7 separate regions of the Mus musculus genome follow, and regions 1, 2, 3, 4, 5 and 6 are each linked to region 7. A link is a contact called in public ChIA-PET, Hi-C, HiChIP or PLAC-seq and promoter capture Hi-C data. All regions are on one chromosome and are shown on one strand. The core of a region is the stretch at or near the end of the contact, and the rest is flanking DNA. Distances in the headings are between cores, read along the strand shown. Region 1 holds the start of Dlst (dihydrolipoamide S-succinyltransferase (E2 component of 2-oxo-glutarate complex)). Region 2 has its middle 26 kb from the start of Batf. Region 3 holds the start of Fcf1 (FCF1 rRNA processing protein). Region 4 holds the start of Ylpm1 (YLP motif containing 1). Region 5 holds the start of Flvcr2 (feline leukemia virus subgroup C cellular receptor 2). Region 6 holds the start of Batf (basic leucine zipper transcription factor, ATF-like). Region 7 holds the start of Tmed10 (transmembrane p24 trafficking protein 10).

The links. Promoter capture Hi-C pulls out the DNA fragments that hold promoters and counts their contacts. Hi-C and Micro-C count contacts between places; a contact is called where the count stands out from the background. ChIA-PET counts read pairs in DNA pulled down with a chosen protein or histone mark. HiChIP or PLAC-seq counts read pairs in DNA pulled down with a chosen protein or histone mark.
Region 1: a contact with region 7 is called in a promoter capture Hi-C map of stem cell-derived epiblast-like cells, with 2.6 times the contacts expected there. The contact joins the promoter of Dlst here to the promoter of Tmed10 in region 7. A contact is called at or near these places in 8 of 39 promoter capture datasets (cranial neural crest, embryonic stem cells, frontonasal cranial neural crest and 5 more), 2 of 115 datasets of contacts at active chromatin or transcription factors (extraembryonic endoderm stem cells and pancreatic cancer cells) and 1 of 9 other capture datasets (liver).
Region 2: an RNA polymerase II ChIA-PET map of effector CD8 T cells shows a contact between it and region 7, with 19 read pairs. The contact joins the enhancer-like site here to the promoter of Tmed10 in region 7. A contact is called at or near these places in 14 of 39 promoter capture datasets (the 3T3-L1 cell line, the C10 cell line, the HPC-7 cell line and 8 more), 3 of 15 datasets of contacts at CTCF or cohesin (embryonic stem cells, large pre-B cells and pro-B cells), 16 of 484 Hi-C or Micro-C datasets (CD8 T cells, bone marrow-derived macrophages, embryonic stem cells and 3 more), 27 of 115 datasets of contacts at active chromatin or transcription factors (the HPC-7 cell line, the SCID.adh cell line, Th17 cells and 16 more) and 3 of 9 other capture datasets (adipose tissue, bone marrow-derived macrophages and liver).
Region 3: a promoter capture Hi-C map of liver shows a contact between it and region 7, with 4 times the contacts expected there. The contact joins the promoter of Fcf1 here to the promoter of Tmed10 in region 7. A contact is called at or near these places in 2 of 39 promoter capture datasets (liver and pre-B cells).
Region 4: a contact with region 7 is called in a FOXA1 HiChIP or PLAC-seq map of pancreatic cancer cells. The contact joins the promoter of Ylpm1 here to the promoter of Tmed10 in region 7. A contact is called at or near these places in 1 of 39 promoter capture datasets (pre-B cells), 1 of 115 datasets of contacts at active chromatin or transcription factors (pancreatic cancer cells) and 1 of 9 other capture datasets (adipose tissue).
Region 5: a contact with region 7 is called in a promoter capture Hi-C map of stem cell-derived epiblast-like cells, with 4 times the contacts expected there. The contact joins the promoter of Flvcr2 here to the promoter of Tmed10 in region 7. A contact is called at or near these places in 7 of 39 promoter capture datasets (the 3T3-L1 cell line, 3T3-L1-derived adipocytes, hippocampal neurons and 3 more) and 4 of 115 datasets of contacts at active chromatin or transcription factors (astrocytes, fibro-adipogenic progenitors, forebrain and 1 more).
Region 6: a Hi-C map of B cells shows a contact between it and region 7, with 23 read pairs. The contact joins the promoter of Batf here to the promoter of Tmed10 in region 7. A contact is called at or near these places in 17 of 39 promoter capture datasets (the 3T3-L1 cell line, the C10 cell line, the HPC-7 cell line and 11 more), 2 of 484 Hi-C or Micro-C datasets (B cells and embryonic stem cells), 24 of 115 datasets of contacts at active chromatin or transcription factors (the SCID.adh cell line, acute myeloid leukemia, bone marrow-derived macrophages and 15 more) and 3 of 9 other capture datasets (adipose tissue, liver and macrophages).

What each region holds. Positions count from the first base shown.
Region 1 is chr12:85,109,468-85,112,394 of GRCm38.p6, forward strand. Dlst (dihydrolipoamide S-succinyltransferase (E2 component of 2-oxo-glutarate complex)) reads left to right here and starts at 1,366. Exons shown (of 15, transcript NM_030225.4): 1 at 1,366-1,492; 2 at 2,031-2,064. The coding sequence starts at 1,430. It also overlaps a transcript of Prox2 not described here.
Region 2 is chr12:85,659,633-85,662,562 of GRCm38.p6, forward strand. It overlaps the pseudogene Gm33312. Among named protein-coding and RNA genes, the nearest start is that of Batf, 26 kb to the right of the region's middle. Within about 2 kb of position 1,454, at least 40 of the 459 cell types and tissues checked have an H3K27ac peak or open chromatin away from gene starts, as enhancers often do. A contact at or near this core is called in CD8 T cells, the SCID.adh cell line, effector CD8 T cells and 1 more, where this site is marked.
Region 3 is chr12:84,969,641-84,972,340 of GRCm38.p6, forward strand. It overlaps Fcf1 (FCF1 rRNA processing protein), which reads left to right and starts at 1,290. Exons shown (of 8, transcript NM_028632.2): 1 at 1,290-1,325; 2 at 1,575-1,642. The coding sequence starts at 1,323. It overlaps Arel1 (apoptosis resistant E3 ubiquitin protein ligase 1), which reads right to left and starts at 1,209. Exons shown (of 20, transcript NM_178065.5): 1 at 989-1,209.
Region 4 is chr12:84,994,869-84,997,971 of GRCm38.p6, forward strand. It overlaps Ylpm1 (YLP motif containing 1), which reads left to right and starts at 1,453. Exons shown (of 21, transcript NM_178363.4): 1 at 1,453-2,488. The coding sequence starts at 1,622.
Region 5 is chr12:85,745,083-85,747,920 of GRCm38.p6, forward strand. Flvcr2 (feline leukemia virus subgroup C cellular receptor 2) reads left to right here and starts at 1,457. Exons shown (of 10, transcript NM_145447.2): 1 at 1,457-2,507. The coding sequence starts at 1,770.
Region 6 is chr12:85,685,407-85,688,526 of GRCm38.p6, forward strand. It overlaps Batf (basic leucine zipper transcription factor, ATF-like), which reads left to right and starts at 1,314. Exons shown (of 3, transcript NM_016767.2): 1 at 1,314-1,567. The coding sequence starts at 1,505.
Region 7 is chr12:85,373,331-85,376,051 of GRCm38.p6, forward strand. It overlaps Tmed10 (transmembrane p24 trafficking protein 10), which reads right to left and starts at 1,387. Exons shown (of 5, transcript NM_026775.4): 1 at 1,111-1,387. The coding sequence starts at 1,335.

The DNA of each region.
Region 1 (2,927 bases), core at 116-2,615, 260 kb before region 7:
GAGAGCTCAGAAGCCACGAGCCGGATAATTAGGTGCTTGGGCTAGCTGAGGAGTTTGGGCTGTATAGACAGGCAGGCAGTAGCAACTGGAAGAATTTAAGCAGGGGAGTGGCAGGATTAACTCTACACTAACAAAGGATCTTTGACAGAGGTGTGAAGGCGGAGTGGAGAGAGTGAAAGTGGAGTCTTAGACCTGCTACAAGGAAGCTTTGAAGGAAACAGATGAAGGGCATTACAGGCTCAATAGTGAGGGCAGCTGGGACAGATGATGTCTCTCTTTCTAATCAGGGCTTCTGCCCAAGGCTCAGAGATTCCAATGCCATTGGATCCAGGGTTTGGTGAGCAGAGGCTTTGTGAAGGTTTTGAAAATTAGGCAAAATAACTCAAAAAAAAAAAATCAAAGGCACTACGTGGTTCATTTATTCATTCAGACATTAATTTGATATTTATTCAGCTGAGCTCATGGAATACTATTTCTGTTAGGAAGCCAGGGTTAAAGGCCTAGGGATTTAAGAGCGAGCAAGTAAGCAGGGTAAGGGTGGCAAGCGCTTTCAATGTAAGGCAATGGGCAGAATGGTATACACAAAGCTGCGGGGGGAGGGGGCGCAGGAAGCCTACAAGCGTTTCTACAACCTCTGCCAATGGGGCATGACATTGAACAAAAGTGTAACCCCCATAAGATTAGTATGTCACATTCCCAGAGTTGGGTAGCAAATAACTTCCAGAGTTCACAAGCTGGGTGGAGCACAGTTAGCTTGGCTGGAGAGTTTGCTCAGGGGCGGGAGAAGATCAGGAGCTAAAGCACAGTGGGGCTAGTTGGTGAAGTCTTACAGGTCCTTTAATACAGTTCCTCTTGTAGTGATCCCGGGCCATAAGATTATTTTGTTGCTACTTCATAACTGTAAATTTGCTACTGTTGTGAGTTGTAATGTAATTATCCGGTATGCTAGATATCTGATATGTGATCCCACTGAAAGGGTCGTTGGACCCTCCAAAGGATCGCGACCCACCTGCCCAAGTCCACATAAGCCTAATCACCGGCCTGAGATCTAAGTTCCTAGCCATTTCCCTCTCTTCCTAGAATGCAGAGGCAGAAAGGCTAGGTTTGGGGGCAGCAGAAAACGGCGCCAAACAGAACCAGCTCTGAGGAAAGGCAGGGAAGGCTTGAACCCGGGGGCGCTCCGGTGGCCGGATGGTTGTCCTCGAAGAATACTAACCCAAGTTGGCCTTCTCTTGACAGCGCCACAGATGCCCCGCGCTGGGACCGCTAAGGATGCGAGCCCGGCTCACACCGCCCGGCACCCAGCACGGTTAGTGGTTCGCTCCGAACACCCCTCGCCGCTTGGCTGGTGCCGCGGCCGGTCTCACTTCCGGTTGCTGCCGGGCCCTGTATCCGGTGTCCGCCCGCCCTCCATCCCGCTGCCTCCGCGATGCTGTCCCGGTCACGCTGCGTGTCCCGGGCGTTCAGCCGCTCGCTTTCTGCCTTCCAGAAGGTACTGTCTGGCGGGGCCCGGGCTCCGATGGGTGCCGAACATGGCTGTGGGCGGACGGGCAGGCCGAAGGGCAGGGACGCTGTGTGCTGGCCAGGCCGGCCACCAAGGGCACCGGGACGCGGTGGCTGCCGACGCCCGCGGAGCCGCCCAGCCGCGTGTACGGAGCCCCGGAGCCCCTGTCCTCTCCCAGGCAGCCCGCGCCGGCCGTTTTCCCGCTGTCCCGAACCCTTTGCTCCGGGGCTGGGAGCCGCGCCCGCAGCGACATTGACTTAGAGTTAAGAGAGGAGGCACGGCCCCCAACCGTATTCCGCGGCCTGTCTCTTCGCGGTCTCCAAACTAGCGCCTGGCAGGCTCAGGGGAGGATGACAGAGTTTGGCCGACTCGGTGTTTTGCGTCTACTTTCGGAGTTAAGAGCACGATAAACGTGTCATTACCTGTCAGCAGCACGATAAACGTGCCCTTAAAAAAAATGTTTGTTTGTTTTTTTCCCCCCTCTTTTCATTTTGGGTGACGTCGATAATGTCTTCTTTCTCAACAGGGGAACTGCCCTCTAGGGAGACGTTCCCTGCCTGGTAAGTTCTGCCCTTGCGGTCACCTAAAATGCACTTCTCGTGGGCAGAGCAGCATGGGAGGAAATCTGATGTTTCTTCTCATGGTATTTAAAGACAATGAATTCAGAGAGATGCGAAGCAAAAGACTCCCTTAAGTATAACTGCTGTCATGTACTCACCCGGCGCATCCTTACTGGGTTTTGTTCAGCTTTTTGTGGTGCTGAGGATAGAAGCTAGGGCATGGGAGGCAAGCACTTAACCACTGAGCAACACCAGCGGCCCACGGTTACTGAATTTACACTGTCAGGGCACTGTGCTAGATGCTCGTTAGAAATACAACAATGCAAAAAGTCTTGTCCTCCAGGAGCCTGAGGCGTAAGGGAAAGGCATGGTGTAAATTGCTGATCATCAATCATCTAAGTGTTTGGAAACATGGACAGAACAGGTTTAAATAGGTGACATTAAAGTTGTGGCTTGCAGGATGTGACAGTCAGTGAAGAGAAGAAGAAGAGAGAGAAAGAAAGGGGTAGAATGCATGAAGTCAGTGAAGAAGGAAACAGGTGTGGCATTCTTTTGGAATTGGAAACAAAGTGACTGGTCAGAAGCCATTAGTTAAAGGAAACAGTATCTCGAGGAAGATGATGGTGTAGAGGCTTTCGGAAGTTTAGATATTTTTTCCCTTAAATTTATTTTTCTTTATGTGTACTGTGTACACACTTGGCATTCTGTGCCCACGGAGGCCAGAAGAGGTGTGGGATCCCCTGTAATTGGAGTTGCAGGTTGGTTGGGAAATGCCCGGTGCCTGGGTCTCTGCAAGAGCAGTACCGGTTCTGAACCCCTAAGCCTGGAAGTTTGGATTTTCATTCTCGTAGCTGTGTGTGGGT
Region 2 (2,930 bases), core at 204-2,703, 290 kb after region 7:
GTTTGGTTTGCCAGCATTGCATAAATTGGACATGGTGGAGCATGCCTGTGGTTCCAGCACTTTTGTAAAACACAGGGTTGTTTTTTTGTTTTGTTTTGTTTTGTTTTTTCGAGGCAGGGTTTCTCTGTATAGCCCTGGCTGTCCTGGAACTCACTTTGTAGACCAGGCTGGCCTCGAACTCAGAAATCCGCCTGCCTCTGCCTTTTCCTAGCTCTGTTCACTGAAGGAATTTAAGGATATCCTCAGCTACATTGTGAGTTCCAAGACAGCTTGGGTTTCATAGGACCATGCCACAAAACAAAACAATATATTATGTGTCATGGGACTGTGGTAGTTCCTGGTGATCTTCCCATCTGTGGCCCTAAAGGCTATCATCTTTCTTGGCTTCCTTCCTCTTGCTCCCACTGAACTGCATAGTTGATATTTCCTAATTAACTTCTCTGTATCTTTACTTTGACTCCATTTAGACCAGTTCATGTCATTGTCAGGTAGTCACCAGAGAGGACTGCTCCAACACAAATTTAAGTCAATAGAAAGTCTTTATTAGGCTTTTTGGACAGGGATATCGAGAGGCAAGATGTAGCTACTAGTATCCCCCAATTTATATGGTAAATCCACCCGGATTTGCCACCAGAAGATTTAGATTGAATATGGCTTACAAGATTAGGATTCTAGTTGTTGTGCCTAGCGATTAAGTCACCATTGTTTCTGGGGAAAAAAAAAGAAAAAGAAAAAAGAAAGAAAGAAAGTCTTTATTAGCCAGCCAGTGACAACACTGGGTTTTCGGGATCCCAGTGTAGCCCTGAGCCTTTCTTGGGATGGGCTTTTAAAGCACAAACCCCATGTTTTGGGTTGACATACTTCAGCTAACAAGAGCAGTTCGCCAGAAGTGGAACTACAGAAACTAAAAAGTAAGGTTAGTTACATTCTGAGACTTTCCCAGAGCCGTGGACTTTGATGGGTTAGGCCTTTGTTTTAGTTTTGGCAGGTGATGGTGTGTTCACAATGAGTTTTACAGCCTGAATGGCATTTCCATCATGGAGTCAGTCATGCTAAGGTCTGGTGCCCTGCTACCAGAGAACAGAAAGTCAGGATGTAAGGGCCTGAAATCCAGACAGGCCTCCTTCTGAATCATGTGACAATAAATTCTGTTGGGGCCATGGCACACACCCCCCCCCTCTCCGTGTGAATAAGGCAGCCTGGCTCCTGGATGCAGGTGGTGGGGCCTCTTCACCTGGTACCGGCTCGCTTGTCATTCAAGGTTCCCTTCAGGCGTGGCTGAACTTTCAGTGGGTTTTTGGCTTGAAGCTCACCCAACAGCGAGCCGCTGACTAGAGGAACTTAGCCTTTGCTTGGGGGGTTGGGGGGGGAGGTAAGCAAAGAAGTGGTTTGGAGAGCGAAAGGCTCAGTTTGCCTCTGCCTGGTAGCCCATGTGAAAGGCGCTTGCTTCTGTTTGAGGTGCAGGGTGTCTCCGGATGGGACCAGGAAGTGGTAACTCCTTCAACCTGGCCGCCCGTTCACACCTTCAGTGACTCATTTTGATGAAACTCAACGGAACTCCAAACACCTGCACACACCGTGGAGTATTTTCAGATAGAAAGCTTCCCAGCTCCCTTCTGTACAGACCCCAGGAAACAGACCCACCAGAGGCACCAACAGCCCGAGAGAACACTGTTCCTGACTGCGCACACCTCCTTGCTCCCGTTTCTGCGCTCCTGGATACAGTAAGCACTGGCCTTGAGGGGTCCAAGGCGAGCAAGTAAAACACGCTGGGGTGACTGTTTTATGCACACCCATCAGAGGCACAAAACATATACATACATGGGGATGCATGTGTTGTGTTTTTATAAGCAGATCACTAATTTGCATATTGTGACTGATGTCAGTTTTATAAAATAAAAATTCGAGTTATGTGTGTATCTAAATTTATGTCTCCCTAGATGATAGAATTATAATAGTTTAATTGTTTTGTTTTGTTTTGTTTTTCGAGACAGGGTTTCTCTGTGTAGCCCTAGCTGTCCTGGAACTCACTTTGTAGACCAGGCTGGCCTCAAACTCAGAAATCCACCTGCCTCTGCCTCCCTAGTGCTGGGATTAAAGGCATGCGCCACCACACCCGGCTCATTTCTTTCTTTTATTTTGTAAAGAGTACACTGTAGATATACAGATGGTTGTGAACCTTGTTGGGAATTGAATTTTAGGACCTTTGCTCACTCTGGTCAGCCCTGCTCGCTCTGGCCCAAAGATTTATTTAATATTATACATAAGTACACTGTAGCTGTCTTCAGCCATGCCAGAAGAGGGAGTCATATCTCATTACGGGTGGTTGTGAGCTACCATGTGGTTGCTGGGATTTGAACTCAGGGCCTTCAGAAGAGCAGTCTGCTCTTACCCGCTGAACCATCTCACCAGCCCCCTTCCATTCTTCCTTTCTTCCTTCCTTTTTTTTCCACATTGTTTTCAGACTGCACCTTGTTTAGTAGTCTAGGCTGGCTTCCAATTCCCCAATGATTGAGCTATGGGTATACTCTCTTCACCTACTTTGATTTTTTGTTTGTTTATTTGTTTTTTTGTTTTTTTGAGACAGGGTTTCTCTGTATAGCCCTGGCTGTTCTGGAACTCACTTTGTAGACCAGGCTGGCCTTGAACTCAGAAATCTGCCTGCCTCTGCCTTCAAAGTGCTGGGATCAAAGGCGTGCGTCACCAACGCCCAGCTGATTCACTTATTTCTTATTACAAAACTTTCTGTCTCTTTCCGCCATTTTGGCGCCTATGGAGGCCTGCTGGGAACAGGACTTCTAAAAGCAAGTGTGTCTGGAAGGCTGTGGTGCAAGGCCATTTTTGCTGGCTACAAGCCAGGTCTCCGGAACCAAAGAGAGCACACAGCTCTTCTTAAAATTGAAGGTGTTTATGCCCGAGATGAAACGGAG
Region 3 (2,700 bases), core at 40-2,539, 400 kb before region 7:
AAAGGTATCAAAAGAGTCAACTAAGATGAAGTTCACATAGCCTACAAGTCTCATAAACTGCACATCCACTTCCAGGAAAGCTGTCCCTGGCCTTCCACAGACTCTCAAGGGGTAAAAGAAACCTCTCTCCGGATGGCTAAGAACAACTAGAATACATCCTAAAAGCAAAGACAAACAAGCAAACGGAAAACAAAACCAAACACTGCCCAGTTTCGCTTTCTCATTCCCACATATTCTCCCTCTCCCATTAAGGACTGCACACCAGGCTTCACAACGAAGAGCACTGTTCCCCATCACATTCCAGGCTTGCTAAGTAGTTGCACATATAAGCTTCTGCACCTGTTTTTCTTGTGATCGTCTAAAAAAGGCCACTGCGACTGGGATAATTGGCTCAATGAGTAAAATACCTGCTGACCAAGCAAGAAGCCCTGAGTTTGGTTTGCCCAGGATCTGGTTAGAAAACAAGCCGGGGAGTAGTGGGCTTGTCCACTCCAGCACCGGAGGGCAGGGATGGGAGTATCTCTGGGGCTTTTTGGTCAGTCAATCTAGCAAAAACCGGAGGTGGAGGTGTTTCCAGGTTGGGTAAGACAGACTGTTTTCTAAAAAGTGGAAGATAAAGACAAGCAGCTTCCTCTGGCTTCTGCTCTGAATTTCTGCTCTGATGCACCTGCACGCTCGTGCTCGTACACACACACGGGAAGAGAGAGAGAGAGAGAGAGAGAGATGCAGACAGACAGAGACGGAGGGAGAACATTGGGGGGGGATGTCCTCCATCGCTATTACATTCCTCTCTTTCCGAAGAATCTTACGCCCAGCCTCACAAGTTCCAAGCCGGCGAGGAAAACCAATCAATAACCAGAGCCTCAAGGCTGAACTACAGAGCCAAGGCTGAAATGATGTGCCAGAGGAAAACCAGAATGTACTGTCAAACTATGGGACGCCCAGGATTCCCGACCCCTCTGCCCTCGTCCCCTCTTCTCTCGCTCGCCTTCAGCAATTCTGGTGCCTACGGTCGGCTGGGCTCTGCCTCCGGCTGCGGCGTGAAGAAAAACGTTACCCGAACGGGGGCTGCAACGTGGCCAAGTCCTAGTTCTGGGGTCCGAGGAAGCAGCGGCCTCATCCAGCACAAATCCTACCCTCCACCCGCCCCCCAAAAAAATCTCCAGTGTCGATCTCCGCCAGCGTTAGGAGCCGGCTCGGAGCTTTTACGTTTCCCAAAGTAGCTTCCGCCTCCGGGTTGGCCTTTGCCGGAAAGAGCGTGAGGATGACGTAAAGTGTCGCGCTGCGAGCGATTCCGGAAGAAACAGGAGTGCGGCGTGAACATGGTGAGCGGAGTGGGAGAACTTTGTCAGAGAGTTTTGGGGAGCAAACGGGAGCTCAGCCTTTGGCCAGATATAGACTCGGTGCTTCCTTGTTTGTTTGTTTGTTTGTTTGTTTGTTTAATTCCATTCTGGCCTTAGTTCGAAGGGAGTAGGGAGGGGGACTGAGTGCTGTTTGGGGAGGGGCAAGAAAAATAGAAGAGAACTTTAAAAGATGTTTTCAGCTCTTTTTAACTCGAAAACTTCTGTTTCAAGGGGAAGCAAAAGAAAACAAGGAAATATGCGACTATGAAGCGAATGCTCAGTCTGAGAGACGAGCGACTGTGAGTGGTCAGAACCAACTGGTTTCTTAAACTGATCAGAACTACAGAAGTCACGATGGGCTAAGTAGAAACATCTGATGTACTGGTTTCTTAAACTGCAGAAGTCACGATGGGCTAAGTAGAAACATTTGATGTTTTTTTGTTTTGCTTATAATGTCTTAGGTCTGTGTTGCATGGAATTATAGTCACACATTCGGTGGGGCAGGGCATGGTATCGTTGTGGGAAAGCCGGTGAGGAGGTCATACCATGGCTGTCTTCAGGTCCTGCCACCCAAGTTTAAAAAGGACGATGGGAAAAGTCCAAGATAGTCCCATTTTATAAGTTGTAAGAATTCAGAACCTTGCCGGGCGGTGGTGGCACACGCCTTTAATCCCAGCACTCGGGAGGCAGAGGCAGGCGGATTTTTGAGTTCGAAGCCTGGTCTACAGAGTGAGTTCCAGGACAGCCAGGACTATACAGAGAAACCCTGTTTCGAAAAAAAAACAAACAAACAAACAAAAAAAGAATTCAGAACCTTCGAACATGCTAGTATGATATTCCCATTATAAAGAACACTCAAGGGGCTGGTGAGATGGCTCAGTGGGTAAGAGCACCTGACTGCTCTTCCGAAGGTCCAGAGTTCAAATCCCAGCAACCACATGGTGGCTCACAACCATCCGTAACGAGATCTGACTCCCTCTTCTGGTGTGTCTGAAGACAGCTACAGTGTACTTACATATAATAAATAAATAAATCTTTTAAAAAAAAAAAATAAAAATAAATAAAGAACACTCAACCAGTTTCTCTGTATCGGTAAGGACTGGGTAAACAGTTAATTTAATGAAGACTGGGCTTCTTCGTGTTTAAGATTTTCGGAACAAGAGAGTGGTCATTAGAACCTTCAGAATTATTATTCTCAGCTTCTGATGTGGGTTTTTATTTTATCTAACAATGTCCCACTGATCACTTCCTTGTGTTGAGTCTTTATTTTATACGTGTGTTATGTTTCAGGCCTTTATAAATAACGTGGAGAAACTTTCCTCCTAAACTTGTGGTTTGAGTCCTTTTTGGTTTGATT
Region 4 (3,103 bases), core at 203-2,702, 380 kb before region 7:
TTAGCCTCTGAACCTGTAACCCAGCCCCAGTTAAATGTTTTTTTATAAGAGTTGCCTTGGTCATGGTGTCTGTTCACAGCAGAAAAACCCTAACTAATACAACTTATGACATGCAATTTTATGTATTTCTATGCTGCTTCAATAAGACACTGAAAGAAGGAATCCCTAGCCCCGCATCTACTACTCATAGTTACCCAAGACAGGTAATGATCTGGTTGCTAGGAAAAAAGAGCAAGGTCACATCTTCAAATTGACATGCTGATACAGTTAAGAGTCTTCAAATTAAGCATGGTTTTTCTCTCCCCTTCCTTCCTTCTTTCCTTCCTTCTGTCCTTCCTTTCCCAGAATTCAGTGTACTACTTCTGATGTTCAGTAATCACCCAAACCAATGGAAGTCTTTAATATTTTGCTGCTAGGGTTCAGGAAATCAGCTTTTAAGTTACCCTTCTCTGACTTTTCTTAGGTTTTTTTTTTTTTTTTTTTTTTTTTTTTTTTTTGGGTTTTCGAGACAGGGTTTCTCTGTATAGCACTGGCTGTCCTGGAACTCACTTTGTAGGCCAGGCTAGCCTCGAAATCAGAAATCTGCCTGCCTCTGCCTCCCGAGTGCGGGATTAAAGGCGTTCACCACCATGCCCGGCTGACTTTTCTTAGGTTTAAGGATTCTCCAACAGGGACATCGTCCGAGTTAAAACCTGGGTTTGATGGTACTTGGAAGGCAGAGGCAGGAAGATCTCTGTGAGTTCAAGGCCAGCCTGGTCACAAAGCGAGTTCCAGGACAGCCAGGGGGTTCATACAGAAAAACCCTGTCTTGAAAAAGCAAAAAAATTTTAAGGGTGGTGGGGTGGGTGGTGGGTGGGGAGGAAACCAATCTAAACAATTCAATTCCTTTTACAGTACCTGTAGGAAAGAATCAGGGCCATTTTCACTTTCCTTCTCCAGAATCCATTTTTCATTCTTCCTATCATTGTCCCCTGTCAGGCTGTGGGTTGACTGAGTTAAATCAGTTTAACTTGGAAGAACTGTCATTTTTACAAAGCTCCCTCTTTTTTACTTAGGACTATGGTAAGCCTCTTCGTGAGTTCAAGTTTAATTTTTATTCTCAGGTAGGATTCTGCAGTTTTCTTCATATAATGTCTAGATTTTTCTTAGTAGAGTTATTACTTGTTTTATGTTCTTGTTGCTACTGTGAATGGAATCTTTCCTCCCCCCTCCCCACCCCCCCATTCAAAACTAAACCCATAGGGCGTTAGGATCTCTATCACTCCTTTCGGCTGTGAGACTCTATGGTTTTCTTGGTTCTATGACAACATTCTATTACCGCCTACATTTTCCGAACCCGAAGGAAGGCGGCAACAGCGAGTACCTGCGCCAAGGTTCCCTCTATCTGGCCTTTGTTCTCCGCTCGATGGTACTGCGCATGCGTAGTTGCCTCAGCACGGTCCCCGCCTTCCCGACCGCGGGCCCAGCTCCGTAGCGCCGGCGCACTGGCGCGCTCCGTTCACACGCTCCGCGGCCTGTAAGGCACCGCGAGTTCCGGCTGTCGCCGTCACCGCCGCGGCTCCTGGAGGTCGGTTGCGACGAGTAACGGCGCCGGGACGAGCCCCGCGCCTTCGTTTCCTATATGTATCCGAATTGGGGCCGGTATGGCGGGAGCAGCCACTATCCGCCGCCGCCGGTGCCGCCGCCGCCGCCACCGGTGGCGCTTCCCGAGGCCTCGCCGGGGCCCGGGTACTCCAGTTCGACGGCTCCCGCGGCCCCTTCCTCTTCAGGCTTCATGAGCTTCCGAGAGCAACACTTGGCGCAGCTCCAGCAGCTGCAGCAGATGCACCAGAAGCAAATGCAGTGCGTGCTCCAACCCCACCATCTTCCTCCGCCCCCGCTGCCACCCCCGCCGGTGATGCCCGGGGGCGGCTACGGAGACTGGCAGCCGCCTCCGCCACCGATGCCCCCGCCACCTGGACCAGCCCTCAGTTATCAGAAGCAGCAGCAGTACAAACACCAGATGATCCACCACCAACGAGATGGGCCTCCGGGTTTGGTTCCAATGGAGCTGGAGTCCCCTCCTGAATCTCCCCCTGTACCTCCAGGATCCTACATGCCCCCATCCCAGTCGTACATGCCTCCACCTCAGCCACCACCCTCGTACTATCCCCCTTCCTCCGCTCAGCCCTACCTGCCTCCTGCTCAGCCATCCCCTTCACAGTCTCCACCTTCCCAGTCCTATCTGGCGCCCACTCCTTCTTATTCTTCCTCGTCCTCCTCACAATCATATTTGAGCCATTCCCAGCCCTACTTACCCCCTTCTCAGGCCTCTCCTTCCCGCTCCTCCCAGGGCCCTTCTAAACCCCAGCTACCACCACCACCGTCCATCCCTTCTGGGAATAAAACAGCTATCCAGCAAGAGCCTTTGGAGAGTGGGGCCAAGAACAAGACTGCTGAACAGAAGCAAGCTGCTCCTGAACCAGATCCCTCTACAATGACTCCACAGGTAAGCACTGTGTCACATCTTTCATTTAGGCTTTACGTGAGCAGGTCTTGGGCTTTAACCAGCTAATGCCTATCGTAATTCCAACAGCCAACGACTAGCCCATTCATACTCCAAAGATCCCCTAAGAGTCAGCCCTGAAAGCCAGGTTTTAAATTGACCATAGATTACCAAAAGAAGAGTAAAGATAAGACTAGGCACTTGAAGTTGTAGTAGGTTGGCACTAGATTTATTTCTCAAATGTATGCCTTAGTTTTCTTTGACCAGCATTCAGTATTTATTGTTGCACAGAGCTTTGTTTTAATTTTTTTTTAAACTAAGATTTTCATGGGGAGGCAGTATAAAAGAAAATTCTTAAAGGACTGATGTTTAAATACATGTAAATATTGACCAGTTAATTTCTTAGGACCAGCAAAATATGCAGGGGCCAGAGATAGCTGTCTGTTTCCAGAAGTGGGTTCTCAGCACATAAAAGATGGAAGTCTCATCATGACATCCTAACTGATGTTGTGAGTTCATGTGGACTCCATAGGCCTCTAGAGACTTGATCCTTGGAGAATCTGTTGTTATATTTCAAAACCATCTCCTAAGGATAATTTTGCCGCATGGTGAATTTGC
Region 5 (2,838 bases), core at 207-2,706, 370 kb after region 7:
GCCAAAACAGACAAAAAAGGCAAAACAAAAACACCACCAGGTTTCCAGGAGCCACCCAGGCTGCAGCTCAGACTGCTCTTATGTAACTGTGTGGTAGCTTGAATGATGGGAAGTATGACTTTTCAGGCCAGCTGGGACCTTAGTTAACTGAGTTCTAAAAGGCTTGTTTTCTTGTCTATAGCACGAGGCAAGAAGGCCGAGAGCTTACAGCTCGATGTTTTCAAAGCCTTGAGTGCCTGCACATACACCATACACATGCACACATACAGACACACACACCCAGGGCAAGCAATAGTAACTACATTATAGAATGCCCGGCATGCTCACCCATGAAGCACATTTACCCCGTGGCAACAAATGCTAGCCTTTTGGCAGGATAGGAAACATTTGTTGAACGAATTATCAGCCAGGGATTTTTCTTTTTTTTTTTTTTTTTTTTTTCGAGACAGGGTTTCTCTGTATAGCCCTGGCTGTCCTGGAACTCACTCTGTAGACCAGGCTGGCCTCGAACTCAGAAATCCACCTGCCTCTGCCTCCCGAGTGCTGGGATTAAAGGTGTGTGCCACCACGCCTGGCTGGATTTTTCTAAGGGCCATTATTTCACCATCTACATTTTGCAAAAGAAACGGGAGCTCAGAAGTGGTGTTCAGTGACCTATTGTTACACGCCTAAGTCGCTAAACCGGAATCCAACCTAAATTTTGGGTTCTTTATCACTGTGAACCCATGGAGTTGTAGGGACCAGCGCAAGCCAGCATTCCTTCTCTGAAAGCCTTGCTTCCAGGCTAAGAGGTGACGCTCAGGGGATCGGTAGGTGGCAGCGGAGGGCTACGAGGCTGTATGAGTCACTTCGTTGCCTCACTCCCAGAGCCTGCGCAGAGACTTGGTTCCACAACTTTCCCTCCAGGCTATGCTTGGCTCGCGGGGTTCCCTAGTGGGAGACCTCAGGGACCCGTCAGACACTAAACAAGTTCATATACGAGTTCACCAAAATAAGTCTTTGTCGGCTGGGAGGTCTCTGAGAAAAGCAAGCATTCCTTTCACCAGGCACACTGAACTGTCACCTGGAGAGCCCAGCAAAAGAGAGGAAGGTAGGGATCTCTCTCGGATCCCCCTGAGCAGTTTAGGGACTCCGAGCCTCGGTGCACGCCCGCTGGCCCCGAGAAGACTCTGACCTCGGAAGGGCGTGAGGCGAAGTCCTCATTTACCAACGAAGACCTCTGGGAGTGGGGGGGACAAGTGAATTTAGGGAAAGTGTAGGGGTGGGGGCTAACCGGGCGGTTTCCATGACACCGGGGACGTCGGAGAGGAATGTACACCCCAACCTATGGCGAAACAAGAGCGGCGCCTTGCGAGCCCCGCTCAAGGAGGCAGGGGATCCTGGGTGGGAGGGGTTGAGGGGCGTGGGGAGCCGGGCAGGCCGGGGGGCGGGGCGGTCACGTGCGCCCGAGGGGGCGAGGCCCCAGCCTGCCCGGGAGCAAACCGAGCTCGCCCTGCCACAGTTCGCTGTTCAGGAGTCAAACTTTTTCCAGGACGGTCAACGCTTCATCTGGACAGCCTGGAACGCGTGGCAAGGCGTCTGCGGCCAACTTGGGGGACAACAGTTTGCTAGGGAGTGATCGTAGGAACCTGAGATCTCGATTTCTCCGCTAACAGAGGTGCGCTCCCGGAGAAGTGTTGCCTCAGCTCTAGGGGGACAGGCAAAAGGCTGCTGACCCATAAGACTGTAGGAGTCAGTACGTGCCTGGGATTCAGGAGCTCGTTGTGGTCATGGTGAATGAAAGTCTCAACCAGGAGGAGAGCAATGACAGACCTGCGCCAGAGTCGGAATTCCAGATGGACACCAGCTACTCCACCCAGCCCAGCGGCTCCATCCATCCCAGCGTCTCAGGCCACCCCAGCGTCTCAGGCCACCCCAGCGTCTCAGGCCACCCCAGTGTCTCCATCCATCCTAGTGTCTCCATCGACCCCAGCGTCTCTGTCCGTCCCAGCAGTTCAGCACTCCCCAGTACCTTGGCTCAACCCAGCGGTTTGACCCATCATAGTAGCTTGGTTAGAGAAGACAGCGTGATCAAGGTGAGCAAGCGTCGTTGGGTCGTGGTCCTGGTGTTCAGTTGCTACTCCTTGTGCAATGCCTTCCAGTGGATTCAGTACGGCTCCATCAATAACATCTTCATGAACTTCTACGGTGTCAGTGCCTTTGCCATTGATTGGCTGTCCATGTGCTACATGCTGACCTACATCCCTCTGCTCCTGCCCGTGGCCTGGATGCTGGAGAAATTTGGTCTTCGAACCATCGCTATCACCGGCTCAGCTCTCAATTGCCTGGGAGCCTGGGTAAAGCTGGGCAGCCTAGAGCCTCACCTCTTCCCGGTCACAATGGTGGGTCAGGTCATCTGCTCTGTGGCACAGGTCTTCATTCTGGGCATGCCCTCACGCATTGCTTCGGTCTGGTTTGGAGCTGATGAGGTTTCAACAGCCTGCTCCGTGGCTGTGTTTGGCAATCAGGTGAGTAGAGGGCGGGTGTGTGTGTGGACGGCTGTTCCAAAGAGAGAGAGCATCTCACCATGATGGGGCTGAGTATGTTAGAGGGTACCTGACGATGAGAGAAGCTGTAGTTTTCTGGTTCACAGACTTTATGACTCTTGGGTGGCTTTGTGGTTGGGTGTGGACTGACAGTGTAGTTGGGTGATTGTGACTGTCAGTGACATTGAAGATTAATGGGGCGGGGGTCACAAACAAAGGACTTTTTCTTTCATCCACAGTTTTTCCTAGCCTGTAGGAAGCATACTAATTAAAATATGATCGTTTTTTGATGGTGTTTCTCCCCAGCCTTTAT
Region 6 (3,120 bases), core at 64-2,563, 310 kb after region 7:
TAACATATTGTCAGCCCTCAGATTAATCGAGGTGAGCATTTGAGCCACACTGGGAATAGAGTAAGAGCTTTTATTTTAATATGTGTGCGTGTCTTGCCTGCACATATGTATGTGCCCCGTGTCCATTTCCTGGTACCCGAGGAGTCAGGAAGAGGACCCCTGGAACTGGAGTAACAGATGATTGGGCCACTGTCTGGATGTTAGGACTAGATCCCAAGTCCTCTGGACGAGCAGCCAGTGTTCCTAACTGCTGAGCATCTTTCCAGTCCCCAAACTTTAAAAAAAAATAGCCAAAACACTGGGATGAGAATGGGACTGTTCACTAAAGCGACAAGCGTGTTCGTGTCATGGGACACATGCCAAACACCGCCACTCCACAGCATGCTTTACAGAGTGGGGGACATTCCTATTCAAATTGTCATCCCTCATTGCAGTAGCCCTGAAAGGTAGTAGGTGGGGCAGGTTTTAGGTGTGTGTGTGTGGTGGGAGGCTGGGGGGGGGGGGAGTAGGGATAGGGAGTCACTGGATTCTCATCATATCGATCTGACTCCAAGTCCAGAGCCTCTGTCCCTCATTTTGACGTTCTCTCCTTGTTGGGTTATGACGTCACTGACTTCTGAAGACTCAAGGTCAACCTTGAACTCCTGAAGGAGCCCCTCCACAGAAGGTAGGTATCCTTTCTCTAGGGAGAATGAAAGTGTCTTGCTAAGAGGACAGGGGATAGATAATAAACTTCTTTAGCATCGATTCCAGAGACTCCCCGAGACTCTCAGCTAGCCCCAACGTCTTGCTTGGTCATCTGTAAAAGGCAGTGCCCTCCTTTCTTTTTGTCCCCAGCCCACCGAACTGTCCTATAGGTGAAGGAGGAAGGCCGGTCATAAAACAGGATGGGCAGTTGCTTTCGGGTGAAACCCAGAAAGGGTCCTCAGGCTTGTCGCTGACTGTATTTAGATTTAAAAATCAAGGCCTGTGACCTGGAGGCTCTTTCCTGCTGCTCTCTGCCATGTTGACAGCAGAGAACTTGCTAATTCTGGCCGGGGATTTTCCCTGTGTGGCTGTTTTTCTTCTTTATCTTCATCAATTGAAGAGCGCTCGCTCTGCCTTTCAAACTGCCTGCCGGAAGATACTGGGGGTTTGTGTATTTTTTTTTCTTTCACCTAATTCTGTGGTCTTTTCCCAGATGTGTATTTTCTCTCTACCTTCTTTCTAACTTGTTGACGTTTCCGCCCATGTGACTTCCAGCTTGAATTACCAGAAACCACAAGAGAGGGCCTGTGCGCAAGCCCCAAAGCAGCGAGATGTCCCTGTGGGGAGCAGTCCCTCTGCACCCGAGAGAGAGGAGGACGCAGGGGTCTGTCAGAGGTTGCTGTTGGGCAAGCAGGGGAGGTACCTGTGGAAGGTGGTGTGCTGGTGGCCCCCTAGCAGTCAAGAAGGGGAGCCAGCTAGTGAGAAGATCGCCCAGAGGCATCTGGGACGGTGTGGGAGAGCCCGGAAGATTAGAACCATGCCTCACAGCTCCGACAGCAGTGACTCCAGCTTCAGCCGCTCTCCTCCCCCTGGCAAACAGGTACCCCCTTCGTCCCCCTCCCCCACGCCCCGCATGCCTTGCCTTCTGATTTTCCTGGGGTGGTAGAAGAGGGGTAGGCTCCCTTGTCCTGCCCAGGGAGCTCTGTCTGGGGAAGGAAGTAGCTCGTGGCAGGAACTCTCTAGCAGACTCTGGACCGTGTGGTGTTTGCTATACAGAGGTCCAAGGGCTGAAGCTTCGCATCCCGCCACAAAAGCCTCTCTTTCCAAGAGGTACCCCTCGTCTCTGCCACTTAGGTTCCCACCGTGAAACTTTCTAGGAAGCTGGGGGCAGGGTGAATATCACAGAGCTTAGAAGTATGGTCAACCATAAGCAGAGGAATGTTCCAGTAGATCGCTGCTTCGGGCTCCACCCAAATCCTAGAGTTGTAGCTTTCCAGGAAAAAACCAAGCAAGTGGCAAGACAGAACCGAGGTCAGGGAAGAGAAATATAGCAAATCAAAGCAAGGTAGACAGGAGGAGAAGAGTGGCAAGATCTGCCTGCGGATTGCCTCGGTAACTCCAGCAGTCCGTGGGAAGGGAGGCTAAAGCTACAACCTGTATCTTTCCCCCCCACCCCCCATGTGGCTTCCAGATAGAAGAAAGAAGGCCATGGTCCAGGAGGCGTGTCAGAGACTTTCACTAGTAGCTAATATCATCCCTGAAAAACCAGGGATGGAGGGAAAGATTCTGAGACTCTTAGACTCTTGACTGATACCAAGCCGAAATGTCTCAGACTGAAAGATGCCTCCGATGGGATGCCTTTCTCACCTTGTGGTTTCTGGGTCTCTCTACCACGTTCCTGATGCCCCTTGTTCTAGACATTTCTCCTCCTCATCCAACATAGACCCACGGATTAAACTTTTTTACATCTCATCTTAAAAACTATATTCTTTCCTTAGCACACATATTGGGAGGGGCTCAGAGGTAGAGTGTTTGGCTCACACACATCCAGGGGGCTGCAAAACGCTACAAACAAAATAAACGTAAACTACCTGACCACCGGCTCCCACATCTGTCACAAGCCCTCACCAAAAGCCATACTGGTGAAGACCTCAAGAGGGAGATAGTCCCTCGCTCACGATGGTATCAGAGCAACTCAGACTGCCTGGAAGATGGTACCCCAGTCTCTTCTTAAGAAGGAAATTACTCACAGCTTCCATGGCAACCTAGTCCCTTAGCACATTAAAGGAAGAATATATCCTTGCCCTCTCTAACCCAATGTCCGTTTGCTAGAATGACCTGGAAAGTTTGAGTAAAGAGGGAAGGGAATCAGAACCTGACCCAAGGGTCTTTGCCCCTCAGGCCAGTGGAGGTAGGTGACAGGGTGGGGGTTGCAGAAGGGCTTCTCTTCCCTGATCTTCTATAGGAGATACTTAGAAAGCACTCAAAGAGCACTGTGTCCTCCAAAGCACCCGTCAGTGGCTCACTAAAGCAGGCGACCTGCACTTCATAAAATGATTTGGTGGTGGTGGTGGTGGGGTTACCTCATCTGTAGCAGGCATCATGTTCAGGACTAGGAAGGTCTCAAGATGTCTGCACAATGATGGACCGAAT
Region 7 (2,721 bases), core at 137-2,636:
CCCAAGCTGGGGTCCCAGCACCCATATGGTGGCTCATAACCATCTTGAACGTCCAATCTAGAAAACTTGATGCCCTCTTCTGGCCTCCATGGGCTCTAGGCACCCACCAGGTATACATACATACATGCAGCCAAAATTAAAAAAAAAAAAAAAAAAAAACTTAAATAAACTGTTTCTATTTGGCTTAAGAATGTGACGTTTTCCTTCTGTTAAAAAGAAACAACAACAAAATAACTAGTGCTTATTGTGAATGAACACAACTATTCAGAACACAACCAACTCCACTATTAACAACTCAAAAATCTAGTCAAGCAAAACTCCACTGAAAACTGGGACCAAATGGCATTAAGTAAAGTAGCTGTCAGCATACAGGGATCTAGGTGACCCTGGTGTAACTAAAAGAAGGGACTAGAGACTATGACCATCTTGTGATCAATAATAAATCCCAGGAATCACAAATAAGCAAAAGGAAGGTTTTAGCACTTTTCCATCAATACACTTAGCTGGTCAAATCCATCTCCAACGATTGTTCACCCTACTTGAGCCTCAGTTTCTGAGTCTATATAACGAGGCCCATGGTTCCATAGGGTAGTGTTTGAACTAAACGCACAACTTTAAGTGGCACAGGAAGTGACGCTTCAGGTGCCTAATGAACAACACATTTTATCAGTCACAGCCAACGTTATTGTCTGCTTTATTCGGTAGGTGTTGAGGTATCTTATGATGCCAACCCCCCATTGATCCTCGAAACATTGCTCAGGAAAATCACGTTAATTCCTCGATTCCTGAGACTTCACAAGACACAGAACCCCGATGACAGCCCGAAGTGGAAACAGCCCTAGGTCTCCGGACTCTAGGTCCGCCAAGGCAGAACTCTGCCCTTCCAAGGGCCCCGACTTTGGCGCGCGGCCCCGCCCCGCGAACCCCAACGCGCGGGGTGAAGGGGCGGTCCCCACCGCGCAGACTTAGCGTTCAGGGATGAGGTTGGGGGGAGGCCAGGCCATGCCCCAGCCTCCGCCCGCTCGCCGGCCCGCCGGCCTCCCCCTACCTCGGCCTTCCCCGGACTACGCCTGCCTTCCTGCCGCCCACCGCCGCGCCCCGCCGCCGCACCTTGAGGTGGGTGCGCAGGCCGCCAGCGCCCCCAGACTGGTCGGTGATCTCGTAGGCGCCCGTCACCAGCAGGTCCTTGTGGATCTCCTCTCGGAGACACTTGCGAGAGTTCACGGGCAGATGGAAGGAGATGCCGAGGACCGAGCTGGGGCCGAGCAGCAACAGAAAGAGCCAGGCGGACGGGAGAGGGCCAGGCCGGGAGAGTGGGCCAAACAAACCAGACATGGTGCCGGAGCCTCGTTCACCACCCGGGGCCTCTAGCGCGCCGGAACCGGGAGCACCCACGTGACGCGCCTCTGCCCTGGCGAGGCCGTCCGCGCCATTTTGGAGATTGGCTAAACAGAAAAGGAATGTAAAGCAAATAACTTCTAAGAGGAAGCAAAGATTTGGTAGTATGTCATAACTACGAGTTTAAGGGTCTATAGAGAAGTCCCCAGGAGTTTTTCGTACACGTTTTATTTTTTAATGGTGGTGAAATACTTCCGAGTGAGCCATAGTAAGTATGGGCAGCCTCGGAAGTAATTGTTTTAAGCCCCCGGAAGCGGTTCATGCGAGTTTTTAAAATCGACGACACCATAGCAACCAGCCCCCAATAAGAAACAGCCACAAGGCCTTCTCTGAGCCCGCCCACCAGCTGCGTAGACTCGGGGCTAAGGCACCAGAGGAATTTCGGTGTCCTAACGCTTACTCCAAAGGGTGTTGGGACAGTGGAGCACTGAAGAGGGAAAACATAAGAGAAAATTTTAATTTGGCTTTTAGTGAGTGTGGGTTGCTAACTCAGAGGAGAGTGCGTAGAGGTCAGCGGGTGAATGTGGATTGGCAGGTATCCAGTTAATGCAAGTTGGGTGTTCCCAACGCACTTATTTATTTAAGACACATCAATAGTCTTCTGCGATAAACTGCACTCAAACCAACATTTAAATTTTTGTTTTGGTCCAGTCAGTGATGAGCATAAAATATTATTTTACCAGATGAGTGTTGTCAAGGGGAAGAAACGGCGTGTTTCGAAAGCATGTTCTGTACCTCCGATAGGTCTTTTTGGTTTTGTTGTTGGTTTGGTTTGTTTCTTTGGATTTTTTTTGTTTGTTTGTTTGTTTCTTTTCTTTCTTTCTTTTGTGTGTGTTTTGTTTTATTTGTTTCTGTTTTTCGAGATAGGGTTTCTCTGTATAGCCCTGGCTGCCCTGGAGCTCACTCTGTAGACGAGGCTGGCCTTAAACTCAGAAATCCACCTGCCTCTGCCTCTCAAGTATTGGGGTTAAAGGCGTGTGCCACCACTGCCCCGGTGGTTTGGTTTTTTGAGACAGGGTTCTTTGTGTAGCCCTGGCTCTCCTAGAACTCTAGAGACCAAGCTGGCCTCGAACACACAGAGATTCACCTGCCTCTGCCTTCTGAGTGCTGGTTTTAAAGGCATGCACCACTGCCCTGCTCTTTTGTAGTAAACTGATTTGTATAGGAATTGTTCATCCATCCGTTAGTAAGTCTTGATTACCTACTACGTGCTAGAGAGACTACAATCATTATGTCTAATGTGTTTATTGAGGTACATCCTTTCTGCTCAATAAACTGAGCACCAAACAATGGGAATACACACCTTTAGTCCCACCAGGGCTA